Linked DNA regions of Zea mays: region 2 is linked to region 1. Evidence: chromatin contacts called from public Hi-C data. All regions are on one chromosome and are shown on one strand. The core of a region is the stretch at or near the end of the contact, and the rest is flanking DNA. Distances in the headings are between cores, read along the strand shown. Region 1 holds the start of LOC100273515. Region 2 holds the start of LOC100274507.

Region 1 (4,577 bases), core at 1,637-4,136:
CCACGCTCGAGTTTGTCTCCCACCATGGCGCGCTGCTGCTGGCGATAGCGTGCTGACGACCGCACGCTCGCGACGACCAGCGCGCGCTCGGCCAGCAGCATCCCCCTTCGTCGCATGATAACGTCAATGATGCTGGTATAGCGGGCGCTGCAGCCGGCGATCGCATGCTCGCCTCCGCATCCATGCGCTCACCACTACCACGACCTCCGCGTGCTCGGCCAGCAACATCCACTTCATCGGCGGAAGAACTCCGACAATGCTAGTATGGCGGACATGGGCAGGAGCTGGGCAGGATTGACATCCATGTCGGACAACGACGACATCACATACTCCTATGTTCTTGCCTCCAGTACTCACGTCCTGACGCTGCAGCTAGGCATCTTCTACACACTTCCGGCAAACCTCCGTTGCTTGAACCACCATGGCGCTTGGCCATGGGCGTCAAAAAAGCAACTCCCCAAGCAATGCAGTCCACTCGTTCGACGAATTGTTTGAGAAGGAAAATAGAGACACGAACACGAACTATGTATATACGTGTGTAATACGAATTTATTTTACAAAATATAGTCGAATAACATTTTCATCAGTAAATAAGGATTAGTAATGTAGATTACATAATATAATTATTTTAATTAGTCCATAATTCAATTTCGACAGCACATTAATGGTTTTTTGTTTGCATGGCCGACAAGTAAAAAATTCAATACAAATGTCTGGTTGTTTGGTTAAATATGAATGAATACTAATTCCACCATTAAATGAATATATAGTGTAGCATATTCGATTTTTTATAAGCGACCAGTTAACAAAACAATGTATATTGTGAAATTTGGTAACACTATAGATATATAGAACCGAATTTAGAGAATGTTGCTAGAGATGATGAAAATATATAGGATGGAATCTTTTAGAGTGTTATAAAGGACAGAGAATATTCCTTTAGAGGATGAAATTTAGGGGTCGTTGCTGGAGACAGCCTAATCTTGCACTGCTCGACTTCTACCCATACACACAGCACTTAAAGATTGATTGAAAGCCGTTTAGGGCCTCCATCCTAAGCTGGTCCATACTGTATTTTTGTAGATGAGCAAACTCAGCAGGCATGTCTAACCCACCTACAAAACTTCTCTTAGCTCCCAATGAAACATTGATTTCACGGAGTAAATGTAGTTGCATATATAATGGGGCACTACATGATACGAGTATATGGCAGGCAAGAATATAAGCAGAAAACCCAAATACAGAAAGCACAGGATGATTATCTTGCAGGCAACTGATGTGATTTACACCACTGATGGTTGGAGCTCAAGTGTGTTCTCACAGCCGCAGAATCATGTGTATCAACTGTTCCTAACCCTTGCTCACACCAAGGTAGAGGTTGATGGCTTGCCACTACCCGCACCACAAAGGCATCACCAAAACAGGGCTAACAAACAAGCAAAAAAACAATGCTTGGAACCACCTCCAAGCTTATACGAAGACCCCATTTACTCCAAACAGAAAATTTTCCTTACAAACAACCCCAAACTTCATAATAGTCAGTACAGTTACATTATCATAGAAAACTGATAAACTTCAGTTTCTTAATATACAGGGCAAGGCTGATATCCAAAGCAATGACTCCCTAAGAGCTCCCTCAAAAGTTACCATAGTTAGCAAAACTTATGAGATAACATGGACCACCACAAACCGTCCTGATTTACATGCAGCATAATAAGTAGAACACTTCACATGTAAATATCGCTGATATACCGCAATGACAGATTAAAACAATGCATAAACGGAAAGCTTGCTTTAAAAGATTCTACCATGCACAAAAGAGGCGCCACTTGGCATGTAAAAATCTAGGCACCAGTGGGATAACTGCACTCTAATATTATCCAGTGTCACCATAAATCTATCTGTTGCAAATTCTTGACGTAACATCCATAAATGTAAACTGCAATGAATCGCACACAAATGCTATCCATAGCCATAAACAGACAGTAGGGATTTAGATGACAAGCTCACCTGCGCGGGGCGAAGTCACCGGCTTATGGGTCGTGGCAGGTACTGTGGGCCGCAGCAGCCATTCTGGCTTCAACGAGGGCTCACTTCGCTCCATGCCCACGACAAAATCAACAGTGTCCACCAATTCAGTCCACCACCACCAGGGGCGGACTTAGCGTGGGGCATGGGAGTTCAGTTGAACCCCCTAAAAATCGGGGATATAAAAACTCCTCGTGCACTTCTATAGATTGGTATTCCGCGCCTAAAGGATAAAAAACTAATCAGGCCATGCACGGATTAGATTGTATTAGCAGACTATCACGTCGAGAACAAATCCGTAGGTACATGAAACCAAAGGAAATACTTTGAACAATCCAGAAATCCTTTGAACAATCCAAGCTAGGGTTACTCACCACCGAACGAAGAAACGAAGAGGAATCGATCCACGCCCGGGTGGATCTCCACCCCGCGCCACTCCAGTACAAGCAGAGCGCGGGGGCGGCGATGAAGAGGAGAGCGCCGCCTCTGAACGAGAGTGAATTTCCGCGGGAGGAGCCCCGGCCTCTCGGGCGGAAGAAGGTCCTCGATGACGGGTCGGTCGCGCCAATCTGTGGAGGCAGTAGAGCGGAGAGAGCGAGAGCGAGACGAAACCCTCGGGTGGAAATCCGCGGCCGCGGCTGTCGCAGGGAGGAGGCGGCGGCGGCGAGCACGGAGGATTGAGGGATTTCAGCGGGGATCTGAGGGATTCGTGACGGGTTCGGGGGAGCGCCTAGGAGACGAACGGATTTGGAGCGCTGGATTTCGGACGGGATTTTTCCTTGCCTGGGAAATTTCTGTGCCTCCGGTGGGTTTGTGAATTTCGTGGGTAGGGCGCGTGTGTGTGGTGGAGTACTTGTCTGTCTCGGCGAGGGGAGAGAAACCCTAAAAGCAGACCGTGGCTTCCAGCGCCCGCCCCTCCGATCCGGCCCTCCCTCCGATCCTCTTGACGACGGTTTGGTTTCTGGTGGTCCATTCCATTTGGGTTTATCTCTTCGTCGTCTCGGCAGCGGACGCGTTGTACTTTTTTTTTTTGTACATTATTAGTTTTAGATGGATGATATAGTCTATATCTATATTTCTTTTAAAAACCTTAACATTATTATATTTTCTTAAAAAGAGATGTTTGTACAGTGTTGACATAATAATGTGTACATATATTGAAACAGGGCAATGAAATATCATTTATAGGATCCATAAATAAAACCGGTCATATTATGTTGCTTTGCTACCTAGACATGCAAAAACAGTTTTTTTCTTAATTATACTAGGTGAGTGATTATGCGTTACAACGAAAACATATAATACAACGATAAATTATGTACAAATGTGTGTTAGACTATTACGAGAAAAGATTTTGTAATCCATTTGTGATGCTAACCATACAAAAAAATTGTCATTTTAATCTAGTTATTTCACCACCGCATTGCAACCATCAGTACCATACGGACTTCTATATATAATTTTAATAATACCATATCAATTGCATTATTTAAATTTTATAAATGACTGGCCACACGAGGAGGAGCGTCGACGAGGACCAAGAGGTCGGAGTCCCGCCAAGCCAAGACTTAGGGCCTGTTTGTTTACCCCCCAGATTATATAATCTGGATTAAATAATCCTAAACAGTCCAGCTTATTTGCCTAGATTATATAATCTAACCCCTTGGATTATGATAATTCATAAGCAAGTGAGGAGGTGCTTATTTCAGATTATTTTTTTCTCACTTCCCCACTACCCTTTCAAGTTTCCTAGAAATTACCCACCATTGTCATTATAATCCACCGAATCGTTTTTGCGTCTAGTACTAGTCAATTTGGGGATGAAGAAGGTGACATGAATGCATTCCGTGATAATATTGCTAATGCAATATTTGCTAATGTCAATTGAACTTTTTTTCGTATATGAGTTTCAACCTAGTACAAATATAGAGGGCATTCTTGTCTTTCTCATACAAAAGAATCCTATTAACAACTCAAATAATCTGGATAAACAAACAGGACTACCGAGATTATATAATCCAGATTATATAATCCTCCAAAAATAATCCAGATTATATAATCCATGGGGGTAAACAAACAGGCCCTTAGTTAGGACTCCACCTCTCAGCTTCTAAAGCTCCACTTCCACCCCGATAAGAGATCTGAGATCCTCTCCTCCCTCTCTCGACTGTTGTAACCGTTACTACAAGTTTGATCATCAATAGTGCCAGTAGTGCAAGCCACCAATGATTGATGTAAGGATGTTCTGCCCGAACCAGTATAAAATCTTGTGTCCTCCACACACATCCTCTGGAGCCCGAAACGCGCAAAATAAATTTACTTGTCGGAACGAGATACAAAACACCGACAGTTGGCGCGCTAGGTAGGGGCCTTGCACGTTTCGCAACGAGATCATCCAAGCTCCGGATGGCAAGCCACGACGACAACAGACCTCCCGGAACGGTGATCCATTTTAAGGAGCCTTATCTTCTCCTTCATCGGCAAAGTAGAAGCCATTAGGGCCCCGGAAGCCCGATCCCACTGCTTAGGAGAGCAAAGGCCGGTGGTGA
Region 2 (4,452 bases), core at 1,942-4,441, 270 kb after region 1:
TAAAAGATTTCATCCTCTATATCTCCTTCCTCTTTAACAACGTCCTCTAAATCACGTTCTCTATACGCAAATAACTATATTAGAGACATTTTTTATTTTTATACATACGTATTTTTATCATACACTCAAATATATTATATATATTTTAGTTTTGCTAAACCGATTATTTAAAATATTTAAATAGATAGAGGATCGTTTAGAGAAACTCTATATATAGAAAATCCTTTATACTTAGGATAGATAAGCTTTTAAATACCTTGCGCCGGAGTCAGTCAAACCTAGCGGCTGCTTCAACGTGCGCTAAAATCTGAGCTCGTAGCTTTCTCATTAATGTCGCTTGATTTTCTACGTGAGGCTACGCCGTGGGTCAAAGAGATATGGTGGTATACGTGTGTGTGGTGTACGGCATACGAAAAAATATGTAAATGAGTGCGTGTGGTGTACGGCACATGAAAAAATATGTAAATGAGTGAATAATTTATTTTCATGGGTCGTCAAAATTATTATTAATATAGTTGACGAAATGAACAATATAGTTAATTAATTCTATTAGCACTATATAGAAAACCGAATTTAAAGGATATTGCTGAAGATGAAGAAGATATAGAGAATAAAATCTTTTAAAATGTTTAAAAAATAGAGAATATTTTATTTTAGGACTAGTTTGATAAACTTATTTTCCTATCGGATTTTCAATTTTTCTAAAGGAAAATGAACTATTTTTCTTTGGGAAAATGAAAAACCCTTACGGGACGTTTGTATCCCTTCATTTTAGAGAAATTTGAATTCACTCAATAATGCAACTTATTTAATTTGGAATTTGGTATTACACCATTTTTCCAAAGTTCAGATATAAGTCTATCTCAAATTTATGAGGTGAAGATTGGGAAATGATTTTATACATTAGTAGAATTTGTTTCTACTCTGTAACTTACATGACACTATTTGTCTCACTCCTCTATAGTACAAAAGCAGCACATAAATATCTCCGATATATTGCTAATAATAGTATATAAATATATTTTGTATAACACCGAATTAGCTTAATTGATATATTCCTAAATTACTATTGTTAGAATGGAATTCAATTCCAATGATCTAAACGGAGCGTTAGTAAAATGGAATTCTCAAACTAAACCTTAGAAAATGAAATTTAGTAAATGTTGCTGAAACAGTCTTAGGCCTTGTTCGTTTACATCGGATTGTACCCGGAATCGTTCCGACTAATCAAAGTTTATATAAATTAGAGAAGCAATCCGGCTCGGAATCGTTCCGACCCACCAATCCGATACAAACGAACAAGGCCTTATACAGTAATGAAACCACTCATAAACGAGCGCTATCCATTCCCCTCCGTTCCGTTAATGGATTGCAGCATTAACTGTTGATGTTACCGTCCCGGCAACGAAACCAAACAGCACTAGATGTCACCGTTTCCAACAGCCTTATTCAAATGGTCTACGAAATACACTTTTGTATGCAGCAACACTGATGCAGTGTATGTGTGGCGGGTCATTTTCCCCCTATTCCTCTAAAATATTAAGTTCCGCTGGATCAACAGCCGTGAACTCACCCTCTTGCGAGAACAAGCTACTAGTCTGGACAACCTTCCTCTGCGGGATCTGGCTGATCTTGAGCCGCTCCTCGTCGGTCAGCTCCCAGTCGAATATCCCAAGGTTCTGCCTCAGCCTCTCCTTGCTGTAACTCTTGACGATGCATGTCACTCCCTGCTCATGTATCCATCGCAACGCCACCTGAGCAAAGGAAGACATGCCACCATTGAAACAGGTGGGTGGCAGGGTGGGTTAGTGCTGAAACAGGGTTGTCTTGTGTTGACACTAAAATAAGTTCCAAATAAGGTTGTTTGGTTTAGGATCAATAGTTAAGACAAGACTATCTAAATGTTGTTCCAATTATCCCTTAAAATTGTAGGGATAATGGAGGACGTCAGGGACGTCTTGTCGTGTCCCACAACCAGAAACAGGTGGGTGGCAGGGTGGGTTAGTGCTGAAACAGGGTTGTCTTGTTGACGCTAAACTCGAATGAAGTCATCGAAAGTTCAGAAGAAGAGATTAAATATACAAAATAATAGTAATAATAATAAATAATGCCCCCACGTGCCATATCCTTCTAGAAACAACCTTGAAACTACTTTTTTGACATAGCGGCACGGCACCAAGAGATCGAGACCAACGCAAACACAAACACATGATCAACCAAACCTCATCGGCCGGGCAAACAGCAGCATACCTGCGCGACGGTTTTCCCCCTCGCCTTGGCTATCGCGGCGAGCACCTCGGAGTCCAGCACGGCGCTGCCCTGCCCGTCCCAGTTCTGCCCTCCCAGCGGCGAGTAGGCCGCGACGTGGATGCCCCTGTCGGCGCAGTACGCCCTGAGCGTCCGCTGCTGCCACGCCGGGTTCAGCTCCACCTGGTTCACCGCGGGCGGGACCGTGGCGACGGCCAGGACCCCGTCGAGGTGCCTGGTGGTGAAGTTGCTCACGCCGATCGCCTTGGCGAGGCCCAGCCGCTGGCACTCCTCCATGGCGCGCCACACGCCCGCGAGGTCCAGCGGCACGGCGTTCTCCTTCCTGGTCGGGAGCTCGGGCGGCCCCGGTTTCAGGCACACCGGCCAGTGGATCAGGTACAGATCCACGTACTCCATCTGCAGGTTCCTGCTCCCACGGCACGAGCCGCACGAGACAAGGATCGATCGTTTTGTATTTCAGAAAGCTCCATTTACAACTGCAGCGGCGATAGGGACGGACTAGCGGCTTACTTGAGTGTTTCCCGGAGGGACGGCAGCACGAGGTCCGGGTGGTTCTGCGAGCACCACAGCTTGGACGTCACGAACAGATCCTCCCGGGACCGCAGGGTCCCGCGCCGGAGCGCCTCGGCCACGGCGTCGCCCAGCGGCTTCTCGGTGCCGTACATGGAGGCCGTGTCGAAGTGGCGGAACCCCACCTCGATGGCGGAGAGCACGCCGTCCTTGACGGCCTCGTGCACCAGAGGGAACGACGCCGTGCCCATGCCGACCATCGGCATCGCCGTCCTCGCGTTGCCCGACCGCAGGGCCACCTCGGGCACCACCGCCGTCGTCCCCGCGGATGCCATGTTGGTAGGGTCAGATGTGGTGCGCTGCCGCTGCAGTACAACGTCTAGACTAGATGCGAGAGACAGAGAGGGGGTGCGGCGACTGCTTGAGCGGTGATGAGCCCGTGCCGGTCGATTTATGCACTAGTCTATTGCAAACGGCCAAACGTGGTGGTGGACTCTGGACTGGTGGACAGGCGATGTGGACTCGATCGCAGTATTAGAGTTTTTGGCGTCACGAGTTAGGCTATCTGTAGCGGACTAGCTATTACCTCTAAATTTCTTCTCCTATATCATTTTTTGCGTCACTTCATCAACATTACGTTCTCTACTTTTTAATCTCCCTCAGTGGTTCCTCTATTTTCTTCTTCTATACCACATTACAACCATAAAATATCAATTTTTCTTCTACTAACAATTACTAGCGGGTCCACGGCTACGGTAACAAACAGTGCTAGAATGGATGAGTAATGCCACGCCAGGAACATGGGAGAGAGAAGCGGTCCACTGCCTGGGGGCCTTGTAGGGAGCAACGATGCGCGTGCGGGGAGGTACTGTAGCCGGCATGCAAGGGGAGGGGAGCTCATGCGGCATGCGATACGGGTAGTCTTACACTTCCACTTGGTGAGAACTTTCGTTTTCTTCACTTGCCTAGAATTTTTTTTAAAGAAAAGGCAAAAGCTTTGTCGCAAATTTTAGAGGGCGTTTCTCAGATTTCACACAACTTTGTTCAGCTCCCAGCGAAAATCATTCCCACAAAATTAAATGGTAAAAAGTTGAATTGCCCTATAATGTGAGTGGAGTGTATCTAGTCTCTATTTTGTACTAGAAAGTGCGAGCCAAAAAAACATGCTTCCCACCGCTCCTATCCTGCTCCCCACTCTCTAACTACTAAAGAGATTAGGGTTTAGGGCGAGGCACTAACGTTGGCTTTCCTGCGATCCCTTAATCCTTTATATAGCGTCGTGTGACCGGGGGCTCCAACTGAGGTTAACGTGGGCCCTCCCAATCAAGTACCGGATTAAGGAGATGGTTAGTTGGGTTAAGCCCAATCCAATCTCTAATGACCAACTTTAGAGAGAATACCCAACAATCTCTCCTTTGTTCTCTATATTCATTCTACTCAATTTTTCTAGATTCCATCCCTCGACAAGTTTATATATAGAGACCAATGCATCATAATGACCGGTTAAGTATCACCACACTCATTGAATACAACATGCTCCCCTGTTTCAGAACGAAAAGATACTTTACTGGGTTGCAATATGTAGCCCCTATGATTCAAGATCATAGGCACTCCCTTAAACCCATTTCGGCTACGTGTTGTCTAAACATGTTGGGTGGAAGGTCTTTTGTGAGT

Evidence for each region. A called contact is a pair of places that touch in the nucleus more often than the background predicts.
Region 2: a Hi-C map of leaf shows a contact between it and region 1, with 2.0 times the contacts expected there. The contact joins the promoter of LOC100274507 here to the promoter of LOC100273515 in region 1. A contact is called at or near these places in 2 of 25 Hi-C or Micro-C datasets (leaf and tassel).

The regions. Positions count from the first base shown.
Region 1 is chr2:46,334,855-46,339,431 of Zm-B73-REFERENCE-NAM-5.0, forward strand. It overlaps LOC100273515, which reads right to left and starts at 2,887. Exons shown (of 6, transcript NM_001360263.1): 1 at 2,403-2,887; 2 at 2,011-2,251. The coding sequence starts at 2,104.
Region 2 is chr2:46,602,219-46,606,670 of Zm-B73-REFERENCE-NAM-5.0, forward strand. LOC100274507 reads right to left here and starts at 3,192. Exons shown (of 3, transcript NM_001353620.1): 1 at 2,779-3,192; 2 at 2,251-2,674; 3 at 1,316-1,754. The coding sequence starts at 3,113. The coding sequence ends at 1,524.